2 separate regions of the Mus musculus genome follow, and region 2 is linked to region 1. The links are chromatin contacts, called in public promoter capture Hi-C maps. All regions are on one chromosome and are shown on one strand. The core of a region is the stretch at or near the end of the contact, and the rest is flanking DNA. Distances in the headings are between cores, read along the strand shown. Region 1 holds the start of Cers4 (ceramide synthase 4). Region 2 holds the start of Shcbp1 (Shc SH2-domain binding protein 1).

Evidence for each region. Promoter capture Hi-C pulls out the DNA fragments that hold promoters and counts their contacts.
Region 2: a contact with region 1 is called in a promoter capture Hi-C map of stem cell-derived epiblast-like cells, with 2.0 times the contacts expected there. The contact joins the promoter of Shcbp1 here to the promoter of Cers4 in region 1. A contact is called at or near these places in 2 of 39 promoter capture datasets (the 3T3-L1 cell line and stem cell-derived epiblast-like cells).

The regions. Positions count from the first base shown.
Region 1 is chr8:4,489,889-4,496,634 of GRCm38.p6, forward strand. Cers4 (ceramide synthase 4) reads left to right here and starts at 3,517. Exons shown (of 11, transcript NM_026058.4): 1 at 3,517-3,702.
Region 2 is chr8:4,777,010-4,783,755 of GRCm38.p6, forward strand. Shcbp1 (Shc SH2-domain binding protein 1) reads right to left here and starts at 2,558. Exons shown (of 13, transcript NM_011369.3): 1 at 2,412-2,558. The coding sequence starts at 2,514. It also overlaps the pseudogene Gm6334.

The DNA.
Region 1 (6,746 bases), core at 2,267-4,766:
TCATTGAGTGTTTTGTTCTGTAGGAGCTTGGAAAATGTTGAGGACAATGTAGAAGATTGGAGAGCTGGCTAATGAAGTTTTAGAGGGAAGCAAAGACTCTAATTGGGCTATTTTTGTGAAGAATCTGCAGTGTCTGATCAGCTGGAGCTGAAGAATCAGCTGTGATTAACAAGAAACCAGAACAACTAAAGTATAATCTTTGTTTTACTGGGACAATTGATGTTGGTTAGCTAGAGCTGGGAAATTAGAGGTGATTAAAAAGAGACTAGCATCATTAAAGAGAAATCTTCTGGGAGGTGTTTCCTGAGAGCACACAGAACCTGTGTTCCAGAGGTGACCAAGGTTGTACCTCATGTCGGTAGCAGAACTTGGTAGTATAAGAGCCACCCAAATGGTACAGGTTTCATTGCAGCAATATAAACCCTAAGACAGTGATCACTTGTGAATAACTCTTATTGTGCTTAGCCTAGGTGTTGTGGGTCCCAGGGTCCAGTCTTCAGGCCTGGTCACAATCAGCCCAGGTTCTAGAGAAGATCAATATAGGTATCTACTTCAGACCCCCTAGTTGGAGACTGTGATGGTCAATCTCAATTATCAACTTGATGAAATCTAGAATCACCTGGGAGAGGAACCTGTGGATACGCCTGACAGTGGTTGTGTTCATCAGATTGAAATGGGAAGACTTGTGCACTGTGGTGACACTGCTGTCTGGATCCTAGAGTCTATAGAAAGGGGAAGATGAGCTAAGCAAATAGCATGTATCCCTCTCTGTTTCTTGACTGCAGATGGAATGCCACCATATGTCCCAGGCCCCTGACTTCCCGTTAGTGATGTATATCTGGAACCGTGAGCTAAAATAAATGCTTTCTTCCTAAATTGGTTTTGTCAGAATGTTTTATTGTAGCAACAAAAAAGTAATTAAGACAGAGGGGAGCAGCACAGAGTTGCTTCCTGGGTCATAGCACTTAGTAGCTTCCTTAATCATTTGAGCCTCACATGGATGGGAAGATTATACAGGGGGTCAAAGTCGGGGTGGGGGTGGGGTGGGGTGGGGGCTAGTGATAGGGTATAGCTCAGTGAGAGAGTGCTTTTCAAGCATGTGAAAGACCCGAGAAACACACACACACACACACACACACACACACACACACACACACCGACAACACCTCAAATGGTGGCTCACATTTTTAATCCAAGTTTAGAAATTAGTGGAGACAGTTGGATTAGAAGGTCAAAACCATCCTCAGGAACATAGGGATTTTGAGACCAGCTTGAAATATAAGAGATTCTGTCTCAAAAAATAAAAATAACAATGAAAAATAACTGAAAAGCAACAAAAGAAAATCTGCAAGAGAAAGCATGGGAGCCTCGATTTCTCAGGCTTGAGGTCCAGCCTTAGTTAGGGTCCCCTTCCCAGACGATACATACTGCATCCACCAGACAATACATACTGTATCCACCAGACGATACATATTGTATCCACCAGACGATACATGCTGCATCCACCAGACGATACAAGCTGCATCCACCAGATGATACATACTGCATCCACCAGACATACATGCTGCATCCACCAGACGATACATACTGCATCCACCAGAGGATACATATTGCATCCACCAGACGATACATGCTGCATCCACCAGACGATACATACTGCATCCACCAGACGATACATATTGTATCCACCAGACGATACAAGCTGCATCCACCAGATGATACATGCTGCATCCACCAGACGATACATACTGCATCCACCAGACGATACATACTGCATCCACTAGCTTAGAAGTCTATTATCTCATGCCAGCCAGGCACAGCTTCCTCTGTCTCTCTAAACCCTGTCTTTAGATCTTTTGTCTGCCTTTTAAATCTTTTGGGTATACCATCTTCCTTCTATTGACCACCCCTGGGTCATGCTTTCCAGAACGACAAACTCCTCTATCTTCCATAATGCTCCTCTCATGCAACCCAAGTCCAAAATGAGTCATACCTCTACCCAGAAGTCAAAAGGCTTTTGGGAGTTGCTTCTCTTCTACTCCCATGTCCTGGCTATTGAACTCAGGTTGTCAGGCTTGGTGACAGACAGTTTTACTTGCTGACTTGCCTTGTCAGCTGAGGTTTCTTGTAATCTGTTAATTTACTCGGCTTCAGAGAGCCAGAAGTAGCTTCTTCCAAGGACACCCAACTACTTCCAGACTGTGGAGCAGGCCTAGGCATGCAAGTAAAAAGCTGACACCCCACTCTTCTTCAGCCATCCAACTTTGGTTGTAACTTCCACTGAACATTTCTCCATGACCCTTGTACACTCAAATCCTCCACTTCTCTGTGGACCTCTGGCTTGTATTTCCATGTCACTATCAAGATAAGTGGCTCCCATGGTCTAAGTGCTTGGGAATACCCTGTGTGACTTTCCTCTTTCACATTGGCATCTGGTCTATATATCACCCTTGGCTTATCAAACTCAGGGACACCTGTATACTAGACAAGCAGTCTACCTTCTGAGCTAGGCTTGATGTCCTTATATTATATTCTCTTTTACAAAGATGACAAGTTATTAGAAGTCTCTTCTAACTGCTTGCCCTAGAATTGTCTTTCCTCTGGTTGTACTAGGCAAGGAGAGGCCAACATCCTCCTGCATTATCCTAGGTCAAACAGTGGAAACAGCTATCACCCACTCTGACTTGTATCTCAGCTTAATCTCTCAGATCTTGCCTGATCTTTGCACCTCACAAAACCATAGCCGACATATTAATGTAATCTCCCTTCTCCTTTTCAATCCTGTGGACAGCTTCTTGGTGGGCCCAGGCCCAGCAATCCTCTAGGTTGGTCTGACCGACTCCAAGTACTGATGCCCTGGGGTGCTGAGGCCTGCAGAACGATCCAAGCTTCCTTTGCAGAGCCTAGCAGTGCATCTGAGAAACAGAGTGCAGGCAGAAAGACAAGCCAGAGCATCACAAAGAAGAGACCTAGAACTGGAAAACAAGATCCAGAGAGAGTGCCTAGTAGACGCTGCTGGGTTAAAACGTCAGAGATATGCTCTGCAGAAACCTACAGCATGGCTGGAGAAAGGCCAGGTGCCCACAACAGCCTCCGGTCGGGGCGGGGCCTGATAAGGCTGGACTGGGCTGGGGACCAGGCCTTGCCAGTTAGAGGAAGAGGCTGAAAGCAGGGATTGGGGTGAGGAGTAGCAGACCAGAGGTTGAGTGGAGTTGGGGGCGGGTCCTGGTGGCGGCGGCGGGTAGGGGGCTGTGGGCGGGGCCTGGAAACTGAAGGAGCTGGTAATAGTCTAGGGCGAGGCTGGAGGGAGGGTCCCAAGGTGCAGGATTAGGGGCTCAGGGCGGGGTCTGGAGGAGACAAACGACTATAAGGTGGGGGTCTAGGGAGGGGCCTGGTGGCGTGGGGGCGAGGCCAGGCCGCCGGTTGGGCAGTTTAGGACTCAGGGTTTTGGACCAAGCGGTTCTTTGGCCCACTGGGCCCGACCGCACTGAAGCCACGCCCTTTTCCCCTGCTCAGACCACGCCCAAGGCCCCATCAAACTCCTCCCGGAGGCCCCCTCCGGTCCTATTTCCTCCCTCGCGGGTGGAGGCTCTGTAGCGAGGAGTTTCTCGGCCCAGAGCGGTCTGCGGCTTGTCTAAGGCATCTTCGGATTAGCTGATCTCCGCACCGCCTCGGCCTGCATCTTGCTTTCTGAACCTCCAGGTAAGCAATCACCCCTCTCTGGGGGCGCCGCCCTAGTAGATACCCTCGAAACATTCCTCTCCTCCAGGGCTAAGAGCAGTCCGGCTCGGAGCCAAAACAGTCATTTAGTTTCCCATCATTTCTCCGACAAGGTATTTCTCAGAGTTTCCCATCTGGTCGGGGATCAGGTTGCATTCTGATCTGAGAGCTGTGGTGCCCCCATGGAGCAGGTGCAGGTGGTGGACATGAATAGAAAACGCGCGGGAGAGAATGGGGGTTGTCGTGACGTGGGGAATCCGGACATGTGAACAGGCACTGCGCCACAGGAATGTCTGTCACTAGAGAATTTGTACGGAGCGCCTGCTGGGTGCTACCGACCCGACAGGCGAAGGCCGAAGGCCGCAGACACAGAGATTCGGGAACCACGTAGACCCAGCCTCTGGGAAACAAGGGAGTGTGTAGAGCACTATCCAAATCCTGGAGGAAGGAGGTTGAAGTGTTGTGAGGAAGCCTATGGTGTCTGAGGGAAAGGGGCAGCCTGTCATGAGGGCACCTGCTATGGAGAGCTTTCTGGGCCCAGGCCACAAAATCCTAGGGAAATGGCCAGGCTGGTGTATTTGCAGACCAGAAAAGAGGCTGGAGTGTATACAGGGAAGAAAGGAGGTAGGGAGTGGTTGACCAGGGCTTGGAAGACAATGAGGAGCCCACAGCTCCATCCTCCGGGCTGTGTGTACAAGGGATGTTTAAGGCAGCAAGCAACAGCCATCTGATTGTGTCTTGAGAGGAAGACCCTGCCCTATGCTGGGAAAGTTGAAAAGACACCAGGGCAACCTGGACGTCTGGCTGGACCCCTGATGGAAGGTGCGTGAAGTGATAAGAGGTAAGTTAGAAATTCTGTGTTTCCCCCCAAGAATTGTGTTTCATGCTTGTTTGGAAGTGAGATGTGAGGAAGGTCTGTGTGAAGCTTTCCGAGGTGGTCTTCTGAGAATTTGGAAGGGGCCTTATTTTATTTGGGGGAAGGGCTAGGTTGAATCTAGGGCCTCATGCTAGACAAGCACTTTGCCGCTGCAGCACTTTGGTTGCTTCCTTCCTTCCTTCGTGTGTGTGTGTGTGTGTGTGTGTGTGTGTGTGTGTGTACGTGTGTGTGTGTGTACACTAACTTGTGGTGTCAATGTGTGTATGCATGTGTGTGTGCATCTATGTGTGTGTGGAGGCCAGAGATTGACTTCTTATGCCTTCCTCTCTCACTCTCCATATTAGTTCCTGAGACAGGTCTCTTAACTGAACCTGGAGGTTGTCATACTTGCATAGCAAGCGCTGTACTGACTGAGCTAGCACCAGCTTAGTCCTTAGGTTTTATTTTGAGACCACCTCACTAACTTTTTCTTTTCTTTTCTTTTCTTTTCTTTTTTTTTTTTTTTTTTTGCCGAGACAGGGTTTCTCTGTATAGCCCTGGCTGTCCTGGAACTCACTCTGTAGACCAGGCTGGCCTTGAACTCAGAAGTCCACCTGTCTCTGCCTCCCCAGTGCTGGGATTAAAGGCGTGCGCCACCACGCCCGGGCTCACTAACTTGTTTAAGCCGTCTTTGAATTCATTCTGTAAGCCAGTTACGCCTTGAGCTTGCAAAATCTATGAGTGATACGGGGATTTAGGAGACAGGGCTTCCTAAGAGAGCAGTTTGGGCTCAGCCAAGGTCCCAGGCACCAGTGTGGTCTCCAGTGGGGTGACCTGGACCTGTTGGTTGGATGGAGATCCCCAAGAAAGGAATCTCAGACTATGAACTTGCCCTGGAAGCCCCACATCCTTTACAGCTTGCCTTTTCCCAGCCGTAGAGTCAGTTTGAGTGGAGTTCCAATAGCATCACTCGGCCTGCCTTGAACCTTCTCTGAAGGCCAGCCAGGTTGCCGGAGTATTGGGGAATCTTCTTTACCTTCTCACTTTACTCACTCCTAAAGGGGGTTGTTTCCAGGAGTCAAGGCGAGAAGAGGCAATAGATAAAAGCTGGGAACTCCTGGCTGCAGGAAAGGGTTCTGAGCTTTTGTTTGCCCATCTGGAAAATGGGTCTGAAGTATCTTTCTCCTTACTGGGTCCACAGCTGTTGATAGTACTTGAAAACCTGTGCCCTTTACATTCCTGAGAACCTGTGGTTAGCTTCCATGCCTACTCTGAGGAGAACACTATCCTCTTCCAAATCCTAGGCTGTTGGCCAGTAGAGGGGTGGGGGTGGGGGCATTTAGTTGGTACAGTGCCTGGGAGGGAGTGAATGAACATTTAGCAAAAGGAGCCTCTGGGCTTACTAAAGAGGACAAAGAGAGTGGGTAAAGGCCCCTACTCCCACCCTGAGATGACACAAGAAAGCATTGCAGTGGGGAGTGCTCCCCTCTGATCTGGGTGCCCCAGGTTGCTTTCCTCTCCAGTCTGGGCTTGCAGAGCGGTGCAGCCCTCCGGCTAGTGGGTTTACCTCATTTTCCCCAGTTGTAAAATGGGACCAATAGCAGTTAAACTCCTCATATAGTTAAAAGAACCTAGGACAATGCCTGGCTAGTAATCAGTGCCTGATGAAACTAGTCTGTTAACACCGGGCTATTGCAGAGTTCATGCCTCAGGGTAGAACTGAGTGCAGTAACACGGCTTGGCCCAGAGAGTGTCAGGGAAGGCTGCATCCTGGCTGAGTGACAGCTGTCTGTGTTCTGGGTTACATGGGATGATTGGACGGAAGAAAGAGAAACACTGTGGGATGAATTCATGCTTTCTCAAGCAACAGGGGGATCAGCCTCTCGAGGACTGAATGCTGGCAGCTTCCTAGAAGCGCTTTAAAAAAATTATTTACTTTACATCCAGACTGCAGTTTCCCCTCCCTCCTTTCCTGTCAGTCCTCCTCCCCACCAATCCCCCCTCCCTTTCTCTTCAGAAAAGGGGAGACCTCCCATAGATATCAGCTAGCCTTGGCTTAGCAAGTTGCAGTAAGACTAGGTGCATCTTCTCGTGAGGCTAAATGAGGCAGCCCAGTTAGGGGAAAAGGATCTAAAGGCAGGCAACAAACTCTGAGACAGCCCTACCCCTG
Region 2 (6,746 bases), core at 1,308-3,807, 290 kb after region 1:
AATACATGATCTACTCTACTCTTCTTGCTTTTCATTAAGTCTACTTTGACAAACAGTTTCCCCATTCTTTGGGAAACCATGAAGTAAACTCTGTTTCTCTAAGTTCAGTGTTTTATTGTGACTGTTGTTTTGGTTTGGTTTTATGGAGACAGAGTTTCATGTAGCCCAGGCTGGTCTCCAACTTATTAGGTAGCCAAGCATGGCCCTTTATTCCCATTGCTCCTGCTCCTACCACTCAAGTGCTGGAATCACAGAGATGCACTATCACTCCTGACTTGTAAATGCCACTTTTAAGATTTCTCATACAATAGCATACAAGTTTAGTTCCTTACAGACAGACACTTTAAAGCTGACTCTTCATATTATAACGCTTTCACATTGGAAATACTGGCTGTTTTCTAAGGCATCTGTACATATGAAACTTTTGGCTGTTCACAAAGTACGCTTGTTGAAGAATTAAGTCACACCTATGATTTCTCACATCAACCTAACTCTGTCCATTACACATTATAACTGAATGTGTTAATATAAACTAGCTTTAAAAATCATCAAGGCCAGACACGGTGGTTCATGCCTTGAGCCTCCAGTACAGGTGGAACTCTGAGTTGGAGGCTGGCTTGGTCTACATAGTGAGTTTCAGGTCAGCCAGGACTATGTAGAGGCCCTGCCTCAAAGTAAAAAAGGAACTGGGGATGGTAGAGCTCTTTCCTAGCATATGTAAGGTCACAGTTTGGCAAATAAAATTCCCATGATTAGGTACAATGAAGCTGAGGGTTAGAAAAGCTGGGTTAGGGCTGGGGCTCTATGAGGCGACAAGGCGGCAGACCTTCTGCACTGGCTAATCAAGAGTGAAAAACCTGAAGAGATGCAGGCAGGAAAACGGAATTAGACTAGACTTGCTATACAGTCAGAGAGAGACCACCTGGACTTCTGCTGTGAGCTTTGAAAATCCCACGGCCACATTCAAGGCAGTATTAGCACCCATGTTTCTTGGTTGTCCCTTGGTCAGGCCTGAGGAGCGATGCGACAGGCATGATGGAAGTCGAGTCCTCTTACTCGGACTTCATCTCCTGCGACCGGACAGGCCATCGGAATGCAGTCCCTGACATCCAGGGAGACTCGGAGGCCGTGAGCATGCGGAAGCTCGCTGGAGACATGGGCGAGCTCGCACTTGAGGGAGAAGCACAGGCAGAGGGAAGTACCCCAGACAAGGAAGCCAGCAGCCAGCCTGAGAGCAGTGATGCGAACACCTCGTCCTGAGTCTGCCTGTGGTCCCAAGGCTGGAAGAGACCTGCTGTACCTCCCGGACTGGAGCCCTGGCCAGCCAGGCCGACTGAGAGCCTCATGGAATCCTCTGTGGCCCCCACTCCAGCCAAGTCCTCCACCCACACCGCAGGCTCCACTCTTCCCCACCTCCCCACGGTGCTCAGGTACACTCTGAAGACAACCAGCACCACGAGATATTATTTATTCAGCTAGGCGGGGCTTGAGCCAGGCCCTGCCCCTAGGTGAGCAGCTGCCACCTGGACAGGGACTGTCCTGTCACCACTCACCCTCCAGCCAGCCTGTCTGTCAGGAAGATCTTCCTAGCCCTTTTTTAAAGCTTCTTTTACATTTTTAAAAAAACATAACTTTTTCAGAGAGAGAGAGAGAGAGAGAGAGAGAGAGAGAGAGAGAGAGAGAGAGAGAGAGAGAGAGAGAGAGAAGCTGACAATCACTTTTCTTCTGCTTTGGTTTTGGGTTTTGGTTTTGTTTTGAAAGCGGGTTTAAGCTCAGTTCTGATGATCTATGCAGCTCTAAGTTTCCTCATGGCGCCTCACAGATCCAGTTTGGGGAAAGGATTTGGATTCAAAACTAACTGACCAATTCTTTGCCCTTTTTACCAAAAGACTGATACTTAGGCCCAGGAAATAAATGCTGGTGGTTTGTGTTGGAAAAAAAGAAAAAAGAAAAGAAAAGAAAAGCTGGGTCAATTCTATTTCTGGATTCTATCCAAACTCAGCTCTGCTGTCATCTGTCCCCAGTGCATAGGATGAGAGTTCAAGGTTGTTTTTAAAAAGGAGAAGCGTAGCACATGATCCCTTAGATGTAGGTTAAAAACAAATCAATCAATCAATCAATCAATCAATCAAACAAACAAAAACTTGGCTCATGAAATAAATGAATACAAAGCCCCCTGAGTCCCTTCCGTCTGGGGAATGTCCACCCAGATCCAACCCCTTCTCTTCTCCGGAAGCTGAGTCAGGAGGATAGAGAGCCTAAATTGGCCACAGTATCTCCCGACTCCGAAGTCGTGAGAGCGGGGCCAGACCCAGCACAGAACTCCCCACCCAGGTAATCGCGTCCTTAGGGTGGCCAGGCCCGGCCGGCAACCACGAAAACAGCTCTCCGACTCGGGTTGAGGTGCTCACCTTCCTTCCAGGACGCCGGTTCCTTCTCCGCCGCCAAGTCAGGTCTCGGTGGAACCATAGCTATAGGTTCCAGAACTCCACCAGCCCGCAAATCATCAGCCATTTCAAATTTACGCGGGCGGCTGTCACAAACCAGAACGCGATGACGACATCTCTAGCGTCAGTACTCGACTAGAGGAGCATCTTCAGCTTTCAGTAACTGCTCTGATAGTCCTTCAGCGCCACCTGTGGGATTGGCGGACTGTTCTCGATCAAGTTCTTCCCAGTAACAAAAGGAAGTTGAATGTTGATGTAATTTGGAATGCTTTCTCAAAAATCAGCAAGGCAAACTTGGATGTTGAGCATAGTAGAAAAGATAATGAAAGTGAAATGATTAAGATATGCCATCTTGATTGACTCTATGTTTGCTTAAAGAGTTTTTAGGTCAGTTGACCTTGGCAACACCTTTAAGATTTCCAGAGCCTTGGCCATGGTCAGAGGTATTAAACGAAATAATTAGCAAGTTATGTCTAAAATAACTACTATTTTCTGCTAATAATAAATGCTTCAAGATTACTCTAACACCCACTTTACTTTGGTTTACCTTTAAAACTATATATCCTTGAGCTTTGTCAACAAGTAAGTTTTTAGGGGCTCAAGTTTGATCTCCAATAAAAAGGACGTAAAAGTTTTAATTGGCTTAATCAGTGTGGTTGTCAATTACAGTAGATCATTACAAACAACACAAAAGCAAACAAACAAACAAACAAACAAACAAAAACATGTATGTGTTTTAGCCACTGCTAGTGAATGCTATTACGTGTGTGTGTGTGTGTGTGTGTGTGTGTGTGTGTGTGTGTGTAAATCCCTTCATGACTCAGGAGCTGGCTACAGATGAAGCAATATTAGAATGTTGGTATAAGCAGCTCTGTCACTGTCACCATCAGGAACCAGACACTGGGTAGTTTCAAGTAATGTTAAATTATATTTAGATAGGCTGTGGTGGCATATGCCTTTAATTCTACTACTCTAGAGTCAGAAGCAGAGACAGAGACAGGAGGTAGGTCTCTAGGAGTTCCAGGCCAGATTGGTCTACAAATCAAATTCCAGTTCAGTAAGGGTGATATGGTAAAACGTCTCAAAAAGTTATATTTAGTATGCTATTTGATTAACTTTTAATAAATTAAACTGTAACTAACGTTAATAGCTATTATTTACTATACAAAATACTGCCAGCAAGTTTTACCTACAATATCTTATTTAAATTTCAAAAATCATTCTATGGAGCTGGAAAAATGTTTCAACTGATGGGATATTTGCTAGACAAGCATGAGGACGTGTTTGGTCCCCAGACCCACATAAAAAACTAGATATGATAGTAACCATTTGTAATCCCAGTGCTGGAAGAGGGATGGTTTGGAGACAGGACCACCCTGGATCTTATTGGTCAGCAAGTCTATCCAAATTGGCAAAGTTCAGGTTCAGTGAGAGAACTTATCTCAAAAAATAAGGTGGGGAGCCATAGAAAAAGACACCAGACCTAATCATCTGTTATCTACACTTATGTCCACACACTCACATGAACATGCATGTATCACAAAACATATGTAAATTAATACATAAATATTTTATCAGTCTTCAGGAATTAGTCTTGCTATCCCCCAGTAATCTGCTCCTTGCTATGTACTGAAAAAGCATGTTTTCTTAAAAAATATTCCAATGAGATAAGACGTAGCAGTACGGTCTACTCATTTCACAATGAGGTACAGACCTCATGAAAAAGTTGAATAACTTCTCCAAGCTAATTCAATAGCTTTTCCATGTCCTCTTGCTCTGGTGGCTGGCTGTTAGTCATCAAGATGTCGGTGTTTGAGGTGACTAATTGAGGCCTGAGGTGAACCAGATTCTAGAGAGTTATGTTTTTTTCCCCCCTAGTCTCCCAGCCCCTTCCCAGTGGCTCCCATGAGACAAAGTTTCTTTTGTATCACCTCGTTTTGCTCTGTAGATTGCCATCTTTACCAGCTTGCCACAGGTATCTCAGTAGCACCTTAACTTAATTCTTTCTCATCCTCGATGTCACTTCTTGAGGTATGTTGTATGAAAAAAAGTCTATTTTCAGTAACAGAAAAAAAAAAAAAGAATTTCCAGAATCAAACTTTTAGTCTTTTGTAGACTAGTCTAGTCCAATGTTCTGGGAAGTTGTGCTACTCCAGGTAGAGCTCAGCTTGGGAGAGTGGAAGCATCAGTATCATTCCGTTGCTTCATCAGCCCTGGGGATGGTGGGAGACTTTTGAAGCCTCCAAACCTCAAATATATGAACCTATGGGGCTCATCTGTATTCACACTACCACACTCGACTCCCTGGCCTCCATAGGCTTATAGCAATATTATATTGTGAAAGGCATCTAGTTCAGCTTCAAAATCCCTACAGTTTATCACAGTCTCAATTCTGTTTAAAAGTCCAACATACAAATTATAAAATACAAACTGTTAATATTTAACAAACAGAATGATTATTTTAAGATATATTTCATTGTTATGTCTCTCTTTTACTTCTGATTTTATTAATTTGGATATTGATTCTATCTTGTTGATTTTTTTCAAAGAACCAGCTCCTGGTTTTGTTGATTGTTTGTATAGTTCTTTTTGTTTATATTTGGTTGATTTCATCCCTATGTTTGATTATTACCTGCCATCTAACACTCTTGGATGTATTTTATTCTTTTTCTTCTAGAGCTTTCAGGTATGCTGTCAAGCTGCTAGTGTAAGCTCTCTTCAGTATCTTTTTGGAGGCACTTAGAGCTATGAGTTTTCCTCTTGCCACTGCTTTCATTGTGTCGCATAGGTGGTATGATGTGTCTTCATTTTCATTAAATTCTAAAAAGTCTTTAATTTCTTTCTTTATTTCTTCCTTGACCAAGTTATCATTGAGAAGAACATTAGCCAGCTTCGATTTGTATGTGAGCATTCGATTTGTTTTTGTTGGTATTTAAGACCAGCCTTAGTCCATGGTGATCTGATAGGGTGCATGGGATTATTTCAGTCTTCTTGTATCTGTTGAGGCCTGTGTTGTGACTGATTATATGGACAGTTTTGGAGAACGTACCATGAGGTGCTGAGAAGAAGATATATTCTTTTGCTTTAGGATGAAATATTTTATAAATACCTGTTAGACCCATTTGGTTCATACCTTCTGTGAATTTCATTGTATCTCTGTTTAGTTTCTGTTTCCATGATCTATCCATTGCTAAGAGTGGGGTGTTGAAGTTTCTCACTATTACTGTGTGAGGTGTGATGTGTGCTTTGAGTTTAAGTAAAGTTTCTTTTATGATTGTGGATGCTTTTGCACTTGAACCATAGATGTTCAGAATTGGGAGTCCATCTTGGTAGATTTTTCCTTTGACCAGTATGAAGTGACCTTCCTTGTCTTTTTTTTTTATAACTTTTGGTTGAAAGTTGATTTTATTTGATATTAGAATGGCCACTCCAGCTTGCTTCTTGCGACCATTTGGGAAAAATTATTTTCCAACCTTTTACTCTAAGGTAGCGTCTGTCTTTGTCCCTGAGGTGCATTTCCTGTATGCAGCAAAATGCTGGGTCCTGTTTACATATCCAGTCTGTTAGTCTATGTCTTTTGGGGGGAATTGAGTCCATTGATGTTAAGAGATATTAAGGAAAAGTGATTGTTACTTCCTGTTATTTTTGTTGTTAGAGGTGGAAATATGTTTGTGTGGCTATCTTCTTATGGGTTTGTTGAAAGATTATTTTCTTGCTTTTTCTAGGGTGTAGCTTCCCTCTTTGTGCTGGTGTTTTCCATCTATTATCCTCTGTAGGGCTGGATTTATGGAAATATATTATGTAAATTTGGTTTTTGTCATGGAATGTCTTATTTTCTCCATCTATGGTAATTGAGAGTTTTGCTGGGTATAGTAGCCTGTGCTGGTATTTGTGTTCTCGTGGGGTCTGTATGACATCTGCCCTGGATTTTCTAGCTTTCATAGTCTCTTGTGAGAAGTCTGGTGTAATTCTGATAGGTCTGCATTTATATGTTACTTGACCTTTTACCCTTACTGCTTTTAATATTCTTTCTTTGTTTAGTGCATTTGGTGTTTTGATTACTATATGATGGGAGGAATTTCTTGCCTGGTCCAGTCTATTTGGAGTTCTGTAGGCATCTTGTATGTTCATGGGCATTTCTTTCTTTAAGTTATGAAAGTTTTCTTCTATAATTTTTCTTTATTTCATTTTATTTGTAATGCAGTTTTTACACTCCATATTCCATTCCCCACATCTCCCCATCCACTCTCCGACTGCTCCACATCCCACACCTCCTCCCTACCCCACCCCATCTCCACG